Regions from separate parts of the Mus musculus genome. Here all the other regions are linked to region 1. Evidence: chromatin contacts called from public HiChIP or PLAC-seq data. All regions are on one chromosome and are shown on one strand. Each heading gives the region's core, a stretch centred on a gene start, on an enhancer-like site or on the middle of the called end of the contact. The rest is flanking DNA. Distances are from core to core; before and after follow the strand shown. Region 1 has its middle 22 kb from the start of Ifngr1. Region 2 overlaps Map3k5 (mitogen-activated protein kinase kinase kinase 5). Region 3 has its middle 25 kb from the start of Gm20139. Region 4 overlaps Gm51814 (predicted gene, 51814).

Region 1 (2,941 bases), core at 111-2,610:
AAAGCAGGGCAGCAAAGATAAATTTATATTTAGAAAATTATTAACTCAGGAATACCGGAGGAGATTGTGTGTTAGCCATGGGGAGGTTTGGAAGTGCCCAGTCATTGAGCTAGTAAGGCATATTAAATATAAAGGTAGCATGTGCTGTGTCTTTCATTCATGAATCCAGAGCTCTTGGGTGGGTGCAGAGCCATGCGCACACCCACTGGGAGCATAGAGCAACTTTTTAATATTTACCATAACAATGACCAACGCTGTGGACTACTAAGGAAAGAAAGTTATCCCACTGTTTGTCTGTTTGCATCCACATAGTTAAAGGGTGTGTATATGGCTTTTATTTGTGTTTATGCTTCATAAGAAAGGTACCTTTCCCAAGCATATTAAACCTAGAAATGTACTCAGCATGAGGCTTTGGTCCAGGACCCATTTCTAATACTGCTGTTGAGTCTGGCCTCGGGCAGCCCTCAAAAGCCACGCTCAGCTACAGCATCACAATAAGCCAATTGAAGAAACAAAGTAAAAAACAGAGAAAACAGATCGATCCATTGTGGCCAAATTGGGAATGAGGAAAAAGAGGTCCTGTGATTCCCCAAATTCATCTTCAGGGTCCTGACATGAGGTTTGGTCCAAACAGGACAAGAGATATAAACAGCTAAGCAGTTCTGGTCTGTATCCCACCCAACATAGTTTCAACTCCAGTCTTCCCTGTAAGGTGGTCTGATAAGAAGTCAGAACTGTCTGTCAACATCTCTTTTAGGGAAACAAGTTCCTCCTCTGGCTGCCAAAAAACCCCTTCCTTCTCCTAATGAGATTTCCTAAGGACACTGACATTTCCGTTTCTTTGGGTGCACTATTTTCAACAGTTTAACAGCAAAGGGAGGGTCACACTTTAGAACAAGACAGTTGCATTTCTCATAATGTTTTGTCCTGCAGCTGCCCTGAGGCTTGGGCCATGTCTGTGTTTGTTTCTGATGTAGCAAGAGTTAAGAGTGTGTATTACAATTTGCTTAGCTGTGTGGGAAGCTCCTACAAGCAGTTTATAGTTCCTACAATGTTAAACTGTAGTTTGCACCAATGTGGATTGTCATTTAGGAGTGCTGGCTTAGACAAGCTGGCCAACTCAAAGAGGGTCCTTCCCACACTCCCAACCAGGTGTCCTGTCCTAGCTGGTTCACGATTGGCCACATGTGACTCAGACATTTCTTGTTCTCACATACTTCCGGCTCATTTTCACCAGATAAAAATTCCCTGGGCTTAGACCCCTGAGCCAAAGCTTGTCTTTTAAAGTCTCTGGTCCATCGTAGAAGCGCTTGCATTGTGGGAAGAGGAAAGTGGCCAGCTATGAAGAATAGATGAGTCACTGCTTCAAGATTGAGGAAGCAAATATTTTTGTCTGGGGACTTTCAGGAGGAGGTGGTTTCTTGACTGCAAAAACAAAGTGAAGGAGAAGGGAAAACAGACACAAGCTTCTCTGTGCTCCCTTTAGACACATTCTACCTACTCTGCATTTCCATTTCTCATGTTTCTTCTATTGTAACGATTTCCATTAAAGATGAGTATGACAGTTACCTAGAGTTGATCACTACTCAGCATACACATGAACCAAGCATCACATTGGGGCCTGGACTAGTCCGTTAATTGCTTGCTGCACAAACATGAGGAGCTGAGTTTGGATTCCCAGGTAGAAAGCCTGCGATGCTGTGGAGCCCGAGGCAAGATTCCTGAGGCTCATTGGTCAGCTCCTCTAGCTGATTTCTGAGCTCCGTGTTCAGAGAGAGGCTCTGTCCAAAAATAAGGTGAGGAAGCAACTGAGAGAAACAGCTGACATTGCCCTCTCACCTCTGCACATGTGCACACATATGATCTCTTCCTTACACACACACACACACACACACACACACACACACACACACACACACACACATGACCTCTTGCCGCCACACAATACAATAAAACATCATATCGTACCTCATAAGTATAATAAAATTCATTGTAATACTTTTGTCTCTTTGCTTCTCAACATTATAGTTTGCTTTATTTACTACGGTCTTCATTCAGCGACTGCTTCTGCCTGGAGCTAGTCTCAGGCCTCGAATTTGTGTTTTGGGGAATCCTTTCCAGTGGACACCCAGGACAGGATTGAACTGGACAAACCCATCATCCTTCCCACCTTTTCTGCTTGCTCATTTTCATTTCCCCTTCTCCACCTCCACCCACTTCGAGGAAGAGTTGTAAGAGGTGTCCTCACCTCTCACAGGAGGAAAAGCCGCTCCTCTTCTCAGCAGTGGGAACACCTAGATGAGTCAGGGCTGTATCTTAATTCTTTTTTGGGCACAGGTTCACTAAGCATTTTGCAGCCAGCCATTCGATGATCAACACTATTGTCCTGCATGAGATTCTGGGAAGCTAGCTTGTATTAAATAGTGAACTTTTATTTATTTTCTTGCTCTATTTTAATTAAGTGGCCTGCGGTGATAGAACAAATTAAGCCCTTTACTAAAAAAAAAAAAAAAAAAAAAAAAAGGTAATTAAATACTGTTGTATCTCTTCAAAAAATATCTAATTTGGCCCCCTTTTTTCTTGGAAAGAAGACTGGAATGCTTGACTTCAAGCAAATTTTAGTTAGTTATGAAATATAGAAACATGTTTTTGTCATAAGTGAACGTAATTATTCATTTTTAAAAGATGAATAATCCTGACTGACCACTCCCCATCTTCCTCACACTCCCTGTTCCCCTCTCTCCTCACGTCTAACAGAGTTTGATTTTGACTTGGCTTTGCACCTTGTGTTATAAGTGGGGTTGAACCCATGTGCTTCTTCTTCTTTTCCCCACATGCTGGCCATTGAACCCAAGGCTGTATTCCTACTACGCTTGCATTTTGCAACTTAGCTATATTCTAGCACATGCTAATGTGTATTATTTTGCAGATTCTTTTGCTA
Region 2 (3,056 bases), core at 41-2,540, 470 kb before region 1:
CTAGGCTTACCTGCCATCTGCCCATGCGTCTGCTTTTCAGGAGGGTCATGAGAATCTGAACTCAGGCCCTCTGCTTATGTGGCAGGCGCTCTATATTTAGGGCCGTCTCCCTTGCCTCTTATGTTTCACATAATAAAAGAGAGGGGAGTTGGACAGGAAAACATAAAAGAAAGGAGGAATAAAAGCAGAGAATAAAGTTTGTATCTTCTACTGATATTAATATGTTCTCAGAAAATGGAGTTTTTCACCAGATATATTTAATCAGCTTTATTAGGCTAAAAACTAATATTTAAGAAAAAGTTGATACAGCAATAGTACTAAAATATGTCCATAAATTATACCAAAGAAGTTGTTTTACATCGTTAAAGTCTTTACAGTCTAACTTGCAGAAGGATAAATGAACATACCTTTATGTAAAGAAATCTAGTGGTTAGTGTTGCCAAATTATTAAGAAAGAACTAAAACAACAAGCCAAGAGTGATGTTAATGTAGAGGGAACTTCTCCCATAGATTCAGTTGTCAGCTTGTCACAAACTTACTTACCTAGGAAGAGGGAACCTCACTATAAGGATAGAATAGCCTAGACCTGACTGGCCTGTGGGCGTGTCCATGAGGCTTTTGAGTAGTGGCTAATTGATGCAGGAGGACCCAACCCATTGTGGGGAACACTATCCCTAGGCAGGTAGTCCTAGGCTGTGCAAGGAAGCCAGCTGAAGGAGTCAAGGCAACAAGCCAGCAAGCAGCGTTTCTCTGGTGGTTTCTGTTTCATTCAGTTCCTGCCTCGGGTTTCCCCTAGACTTCCTAACATGGCTTTCTTGATAACAGACCCCTTGCTCCTTTAAGGTGCTCTTAGTTACACTGTATCACCGAAATAGAAAAAAAAAATCAAGACAACTTCATTTGGAAGAATAACCTTAGCAAAAGAACTGAACATCCATGTATTAAGAAAATTCTAATCATATTTAAATAATAGCATGATGTTGCTTACATTCCTTCATTTTTGTCCCAGCACTAAGTATTTGTTGAAAGGGAGCTATTAGGGTATACTACATTCAACTCATTATTACATTTGAGAAATGATATTTTGCATCTAAATGCAGTTATATCAGGATTACATTTCAAACAAATCACCTCTCACTCACACTTCCAAAGTAACAGATTTTGTTCAAGAACTTCCTCTAACTAGCACCGTTTTCTGGCTGACACTGAAGGAGCGAGGCCTTGGTGGCCAAGTGGGTGGTGTTTTCATAATACTGCGTGCACACTCTCATCCTGGCGGAAGACAGTCTGCTCTCCAGCTGGGAGGAACCGGACTCAAGGTCCATTTAGTGGTCACTCCCCTTTGTTTGTGTCCTAACAGCTGTGCTTCTCCCAGTGAAACATCGGTGATTAAATCAGAATTTCATGCTCCTTAGTGCCTCTACAGACTCCTGAAATTATCACTCATGAAATGTTCAAAGACAAAGCACAGCAGTGTGTGCAGTCACTCGCTAACGTGATCTGGGGACCAAGGACAGCCTGCTGTCTAATCCCAACCACTTATACACTCGCTAACCATCATCATCATCATTATCATCATCATCAAAGCAAGAATTGCAAAAGTCCCAAACACTATTTATCACATCCATTTCTACAAAATCTTTTTTTCCTGAAAAGAGAAAATCCACGCTGTTTTCTGATCTGCTTTTAAATTTGATATATCATGATACATCACCAGAAACTTTTTTTTTGTCAGAACCACAAATGTCTTCTGAGTGTTAAAAAAAAAAAAAAAAGGAAACTGAAATTGAGATCTCCAAAGAGATCCCTGTAGGCTGATATGCATAGCAATTCTTTTTATAAGGTGCGAAAGACGGAAGAGCCAATATGTTTGTGGGTGGATGCAAGAATGAACAAAATGTGGTATATATACACACACGAAGAACTAGTAGTCAGCCTTTAAAGGAAAGTGATGCTGACACAGGCTACCATATCCATAAACTCTGGAAATACCATGGTAGTCAGTTAAAATAATCACAAAGCATATATGAGGTGCCTCCAGTAGATTCACAAAAACAAGGAGTAGAATTGTGATTCCCAGGGGCTAAGAGAGGAAGGCGAATTATTTAATGGGTACAGAACTTCAGGGCTATAGGATGGAGAGAGGCCTGTGCATGGGAGGTAATGACAGACAGACAGACACACACATCAGTGCACTCAATGCTGCTGAACTGTACTCTCAAACGGGGTTACCAGGGTAAGTTTCTTTTAAAGTATATTTTGTACCATGACTGTCAAAACAAACAACACAAAGAAACCAGCCCCAGGGGAGAGGAGGGGAAGGGGGAGGGGGGAGGAAAGGAAGAAAGGGAGCTAGGAAGGGAAGAGGAAGGAGGGAGGAAGGGAGGGAGGGAGGAAGAAGAGAGAGATGGAGAGAAACAGAAAGTAATGGCATCTGAAGAATGACACCCGCAGTTGTCCTGACTTTGACGTGCATATACATGAATCAGGGTACACACACATACACAATTCTGCAATCTCAACCTAATTCAGTATCAACATACAACTGGGCTTCCATATCTGTGGGTTCCCTGTCACATTATTCAACACATGATAGGTTGAAAATTTTTAAGAAAATATTATGTGTATACTGAATTAGTACAGATATTGTCTTGTCATTATTCTCTACACAATACCATATAACGGTTCTGAACACAGAATTTACATGTATGAGGCACTATAGGAAGTGTAAACAAGTTGGGTATATGCAAGCACTGTTGCATGGGTTAGATTCAAGTACCATGCCATTTCATCTAAAGATTTGAGCTCCCATGGGTTTTGATCCTTGGGTGTCTTATAACTAACTCCCCATGGATACCAAGGGATGAAGGTAGTGACAATATTCCAGCCAACCTCAAGAGCGTCAAAGAACAAAATAACTAAACCAATGACCATGAACAGCATGTTTAACAACTGTTCTTTTCTTTTTTTGATGCTTCATTCAGTGTTGGAATGAACCCACATACTCTTCCTTCCAACCCTATCCCCTGTGTCTCATCAGATTCAAAACCCAAAGA
Region 3 (2,904 bases), core at 124-2,623, 450 kb after region 1:
TATAGTACATAGTCACGATAGAATACTATTTGGATGTAAACAAAAATGGAATTGGGACGTTTGTAAGAAAATGGATAGATCTGCAAAGTTTAATATTAAGAAAAGTGACCTAAATTCAGGAAGACATAAATGACATGTTATCTCTCTTATATAGATCTTTTTTTTTTTTTTGTAATATGTGACACAGACATATAAAAATGGGTGTAAAGGTGGGTAAAGCAACGAGCAGAACAAAACAAAAAAACTGGAAAGGAGAGCAAGAGAGAAAAAAAGAAGATGAGGTAGAGAAGTTGGGAAAAGCCACAAGTGACATGAAAGCCAAAAGGAGACTAGACGGGGGGAGGTTTTAATGAATAAAGGGCCCAAAAGGTGGGACAGATGAGTGAGATGGGCATCTGCTAAAACACTGTGTTCACAAGTAGCATAATGAGATGTAATCCTTGAAAAAATATAATTGAAAAAAATAAATAAAATCAAAACCTGAGAAACTGAAGATGCATCTGCCCTAATCAGTGCATGAAGAAGCCATGCAGCATCCTGTGTCCAGAGAGAGGGGTCCTGCATATGAGGAGTGAAACAGAGGATCCTGGGAAAAGAGGGATTAACAAGAGATCTCTTCTCACCTCACCTTTAAACTATAATTCCAGCCGGGATAAAAGACGCCTTCTCAACCATTTTCACAGCATTTAAAAGACGCAGATGGAAGCCGGGCGTGGTGGAGCACGCCTTTAATCCCAGCACTCGGGAGGCAAAGGCAGGCAGATTTCTGAGTTCGAGGCCAGCCTGGTCTACAAAGTGAGTTCCGGGACAGCCAGGGCTATACAGAGAAACCCTGTCTCGAAAAACAAAAACAAAACCAAAAAAATCAAAAAACAAAACAAACAAAAAACAAACAAACAAACAAAAAAACCAAAACCAAACCAACCAAACAAACAACCAACAAACGCAGATGAGCTGTGTGTTTGGAAACACAGGTTTTCCATTCATGGTTCTTATCACTGAACAAATATTTACCCAATGCTTGCAATGAGGAATGTTTAATAAGGATGAAATGAGCATCTGTTTGCAAGGTTCTGGCTTAGACGCACATGAGCAAAGGGTGGGAGTTCCCTTGGCAACTCGGCCAGTTTGGTATGCAACTCTGGAAAAAGCCTGTTGTTTAATTTGAGGATTAGCAATAGCCGTGCCTCTGTTCAGATGTTTCAAATTAAAATGAAAAGCCCTTCTGATGGTTTCTGTGTCATGCTTGTAGCATGGTAAACACCTGCCTTACCACTAGCAAGCATTGTACGTCCACAGATTACTGCCTTCCACTCAGCACGGAAGAAATACGCATGTGCTCTCTGTCGTGTTTTTGATGTTATACTACTTGCCTGAGGACAAGGAGTATCTTTGGATTTGTTTGAAGTCTATCACAGAGCCAAAACTATGAAACACTTATAGAGATGTTGACAAAAAAATGACAAGAGGGGAACTTCCCTTTGGGCTGTGCTTGTCACGTTTTCAGACTCTGATGGGGCGGGAGCAGAGTTCAGTCACTACTCAGTTCCTGTTGAAAACTTAATGTACCCAGTCAAAGCAGAAACATTTGCCTAGTTATACAAGGACTCTTCTCTGGGAAGGAAGGTGACATTGCTAATGATGAATGTATAGAGGAAATGCATCAGGTAAATCAGATTGTCATCTTTTGTTTCAAACCATGCAAAAACGATGGGGGCCATGCCCAGACTGTGTCACCCGAGACAGTAGTTCTTGGTAGTAACTCTTTGATAGGCTACTCATGGCTGGGGCTGCTTCCCAGTAGACTGCATTTTTATTGTTTTTTTTACCTAAACTTTTCAACTTTATAAATGTCATGAATAATTTTTTGCCTCTGTGTAACATCTTCATGCTTTTTTGTCTTCTTTGTTTATGGTATATCTCTGAATATCTCTATCTTCTGGTTATTTCCTGATCTCTGAATATCTCTATCTTCTGGTTATTTCCTGAAGTATTACTAAGGCCAAAGACATGACACACCAGTGAAAGACAGTCAACTCATGGTCACCAGCTTCAGAGAAAGGACACATGGCCATCAGTGGTACAACCCATGTGGTTGTGCTGATAAGACATAGAAGGAAAAGAGGTTGTAGCTGTTGGTGAGGGGCCCAAAGACATTGCCCCCCAATGTCCCAGAGGCCAAACTGTAATGAATACACATGAGAAATCACGGCACACTCTGAGGTTCCCTGCTGTCTGCCCTCTAGCATGTTACCTCCCTGGCTTGACCATAGGGCCTTTTGCAAAGTCAAGGATGAAGACTGACTCTTCCTAGGCCTCTTTGATTCTGTTGTCATGTCTATCAACCAGATCAGCCAAAACTTGTGACGACGCCTAAGCCAAAATGAAAATGCAAAGTTCGGGGACCGGCGATTATGAAAAATTTCAGGATACGGCAGCAGACCGTTAAAGTGAGCATGGAGTCGAAATGTAAAATTCTTGTGAGTGCATTGTTCAGAGGCTGCTGATGTTTCGCACTCCCTCACCAAAAGGGTCAGTTTCCTCACATTGTCTTTTTCTTCTGTAAAAAGCCTCCCACTGACACGCCTAGGGGAGGAGCCTTTCCTAGGGGAGAGAGTTCAGCTGGGCCTGTTCCCCTCAGTGCTTCTTTCCCAGAGCTCTGTTCTCTGCCTCTACCCAGCCTGGTGCTGATGGACAACAGAATAATGAAAAGTGTAGCAATTCACTTTTACTGGGGCAGAGGCTGTAAAGCAAGCCTTGCAAGCCCAGCAACTAGCGACCAGCTTCAGTGGGAGGAAGGACACTTGTCCTTCTCAGTCACACCACTGGTCTTTCTCCCTTGTGGTTTGGCCATGAGTACTGGAATGTTTTTATCCATGCATCCATCTGCCATTAAGTGAGTGC
Region 4 (2,979 bases), core at 461-2,960, 500 kb after region 1:
GGCACTCTGTGATCTATAATGTGAATAAATAAATAAATGAAAAAATAAAATTAAAAATAGATTTTAAAAAGAAAGAGAAAAGCAAACGATAAAGCATGAACTAGCATGACGAAGCTTGGCCGTTTTAACTTTTGACCTTTGCCGTCACACTAGCTCCTTTTGAATTCCAGATCACATACGTCTAATGAGTCACTTTGTGCTGTATGGATGCATTACGTACTTTTTCTGATAAAACTTCACTTTCTACTTCTTTCTTTTACTGAAAATAGATTTTTTTTCTCACATAATAGCTCATGGTTATGATTTCCCCTTACTCTCCTCCTCCAAGCTCTTCCCCACCTCCCCTCCCACTGAACCCACTCCCTTTCTGTCCCTCCTTAGAAAAGAATGGGCTTTTAGAAGATAATAATAATAAAATATAATACATCACTATATTAACAGCAAAATTTATAGTAACAAAATAAGATGCATTATTACTCCTTTATTGTAATATGTTTGAATTGGGCAATATTACAAGTTGATGTTGGAGAAAGAAGTGTGGCAATCAGGACTTTCGCTCAGACCCTTCAACCTCAAAAGGAAAGGATGTGCACAGCATCGTAGTTTCCCTGATGCTATTCTCAGTGTCTTATTTTGAAGGAAAAAAACATTTTTTTTCCAACAGAGTCTCACTCTGGCTGGCCATGAAATTTCAGTGATAGGCCTACCTCAGTCTTCCAATGCTGAGATTTCAGAAATGACCACCACACCCAGTTCTGTAGTGAAGAAATTTTGATGTGTGTTTATAGTGTTTTTATCTATACTGTTTGAATAAAACATTTCTACTTTTATATTCCTTACCCAAGACTTTGTGGCATACACAGCCTCTTCAAGTTCTCATTTCATAAAAGTTAAGATATTTTGGGAACAGAGGGTGAGGCTCCATAAATATCATTAAATTAAATAGAAAAGTTCAAACATTTTATTAAGGCGAAGTTACAGCAATTGTCTTGTATGAACTTTTCTAAGATAGTCTGCTGACTTTCACTTAGGAAGGCTCCACATCTTAATCATTTCTGAATTTCTGATAGAATTCGGTGGTGTCTTTAGGGCTGAATCAGCTATTCATAGAAAGAAAGAAATATCAACACCATCAGCTGAATTTAAAAGAAAATGCACATGAAACTTTCAATTAAATCAGAACCAACTAACCTAGGCAAAATGAAATAAACCAGTAACTTCAACACTGAGGCAGGAGGATTGTTGCAAGTTTAACTTTGGGGTACATATTATCAGACCAATCAGAAATATCTAGCAAGACTTTCCCAAAACAACAAGGTGAGAGCAATTTCTTATACATTGGGTATAACTCCAGAGAACTAGCTCCCAGAACTAGACTACGAACAAGGTAAATACTAGACTTCAACCTTCACTCAAAGGGAGAAACCCACCACGCTGTTCACCTACAAACTTCCGCAGCACCCTGAATTTTCCTGGTAGGATCTCCAGCTAAGGATTGGGCAGGTTGAGCCATCTTTCTTCTCTGACTCAAACAGCTGATAACACAAACTGATTCAAAGGTTACGGGTGGGGTTAATGTACCCCCCCCATTCATTACAGAGAATTCCTGTGTCTCCATAGCAACTTACACTTTCAGATCAAACACCTGTGCTCACTGACCCTGTTCAGTCCAACTTTCACTTTCACTCTTTTTTTTATGATGTGAAATCAGTCCATCCCGAACCTCTCGCTTCTGAGTACTGGGATTGCAGTGGTATTACTGGCATGACCCACTACCCCTCTTGATAGTTACAGGAAGTGTGTGATCGTTTTCAGTTGCACTTTCCTTTTCATTTTCAGACATTCTCTTTCTGACTCACTACTAAATAGAGAGCTCATTTCAATAATCTAAAATAAAAATTAGCCTCAAGAAGCCACCGTGCAGAAGAGATGAGAATCTTAGAATTGGGATCTGTGAATGCTAAAAGGAGATTTAACAATCATGTCTTTTTAACTCAACTCCAAAGAGTTAGGAAATATTCACACCAACCCTTAGGAGTGGAAGTGCAATCAGAACCAAGTGTTTGAAAATTTCAAGGCATATAGTTTGGTCCAGCAATTACAAATGGTAGGACTTAGTTTTCAGATATACTTTGAAACATATAGATGGATATACATGTAAGAGCACCCAACAACCAAGAGGCTTCTATCAGCAAAAAGATACTGTGTTAAAGTACAATATGCCTCTGACAGGAAAAGGAGGAAAGATAATCCTTGACTCAGAGAATAATGTTCACAATATAGTCCTTTAAAATAATTCCAAAGTGTGTGAGAAAGACCAAGAACATGTACACGTGTGTTTACATAGAAAGAGTGACTGGAAGCCAACGGGCTCATTTTAATAGTAGTTGCCTCTAAGCACAAGATTGAGGAGCAGTGGGAACAGGTCTTTTACAATTTATTTTTATACTCCTGTTGCTACCCACTCAGTTCTGCAGAGGGAATGATACTTGCTGGTGTTCTGGCTATTTAGTGTATAACCTAGGAAACAGTATCACCTCCTACCTCTTATGTAGGCTGTCCCTGACATTGTGCTACAAATCCAATGAGGATTCGATTGGGGTTGTTTCTAGGTTAGTAAGAGCAATACAGGGCTGAGGAAGGGCAGGGGAGGCACCCCATTCCACAGCTTAAGGACACTGGGCTTGTTTCTGGGACTTGAAATAAGCCTCCAGAGACACAGAAGTATCAATGTCTGGTGTGTTCTGTACAGAGAAAGAACTAAGAAGTGAATGGCTGCTTAGTTTTTTAACTCCCCAGAAAATCACCCCAACAGAACAAGCAGAGTGACACCAGTTTCTTTGAGGTCAGCATACTGTTGGTTTCCTGAATCTTTTTAAGAGATGACTTCTCTGATCCTTAGGAGATCTCATATTTGCCCAATGAGCATAACCCATATTTGTGCCTAACTGCTTGAAATAAAGATAGAATGGAAGAGAT

Evidence for each region. HiChIP or PLAC-seq counts read pairs in DNA pulled down with a chosen protein or histone mark.
Region 2: a contact with region 1 is called in an H3K27ac HiChIP or PLAC-seq map of microglia, with 5 times the contacts expected there. The contact joins two enhancer-like sites.
Region 3: a Foxp3 HiChIP or PLAC-seq map of regulatory T cells shows a contact between it and region 1, with 5 times the contacts expected there. The contact joins two enhancer-like sites. A contact is called at or near these places in 1 of 484 Hi-C or Micro-C datasets (CD4 T cells) and 1 of 115 datasets of contacts at active chromatin or transcription factors (regulatory T cells).
Region 4: a contact with region 1 is called in an H3K27ac HiChIP or PLAC-seq map of microglia, with 5 times the contacts expected there. The contact joins two enhancer-like sites. A contact is called at or near these places in 5 of 484 Hi-C or Micro-C datasets (CD4 T cells, CD8 T cells, group 2 innate lymphoid cells and 1 more), 5 of 115 datasets of contacts at active chromatin or transcription factors (Th17 cells, memory CD8 T cells, microglia and 2 more) and 1 of 9 other capture datasets (macrophages).

The regions. Positions count from the first base shown.
Region 1 is chr10:19,568,835-19,571,775 of GRCm38.p6, reverse strand. No RefSeq gene overlaps it. Among named protein-coding and RNA genes, the nearest start is that of Ifngr1, 22 kb to the left of the region's middle. Within about 2 kb of position 1,360, at least 109 of the 459 cell types and tissues checked have an H3K27ac peak or open chromatin away from gene starts, as enhancers often do. A contact at or near this core is called in CD8 T cells, Th17 cells, memory CD8 T cells and 2 more, where this site is marked.
Region 2 is chr10:20,038,550-20,041,605 of GRCm38.p6, reverse strand. The region is part of intron 7 of Map3k5 (mitogen-activated protein kinase kinase kinase 5); the gene reads right to left. Among named protein-coding and RNA genes, the nearest start is that of Map3k5, 110 kb to the right of the region's middle. Within about 2 kb of position 1,290, at least 43 of the 459 cell types and tissues checked have an H3K27ac peak or open chromatin away from gene starts, as enhancers often do. A contact at or near this core is called in microglia, where this site is marked.
Region 3 is chr10:19,115,745-19,118,648 of GRCm38.p6, reverse strand. No RefSeq gene overlaps it. Among named protein-coding and RNA genes, the nearest start is that of Gm20139, 25 kb to the left of the region's middle. Within about 2 kb of position 1,373, at least 54 of the 459 cell types and tissues checked have an H3K27ac peak or open chromatin away from gene starts, as enhancers often do. A contact at or near this core is called in regulatory T cells, where this site is marked.
Region 4 is chr10:19,067,327-19,070,305 of GRCm38.p6, reverse strand. Gm51814 (predicted gene, 51814) reads right to left here. Exons shown (of 4, transcript NR_168594.1): 4 at 947-1,100. Among named protein-coding and RNA genes, the nearest start is that of Gm51814, 6.0 kb to the right of the region's middle. Within about 2 kb of position 1,710, at least 55 of the 459 cell types and tissues checked have an H3K27ac peak or open chromatin away from gene starts, as enhancers often do. A contact at or near this core is called in CD8 T cells, Th17 cells, memory CD8 T cells and 1 more, where this site is marked.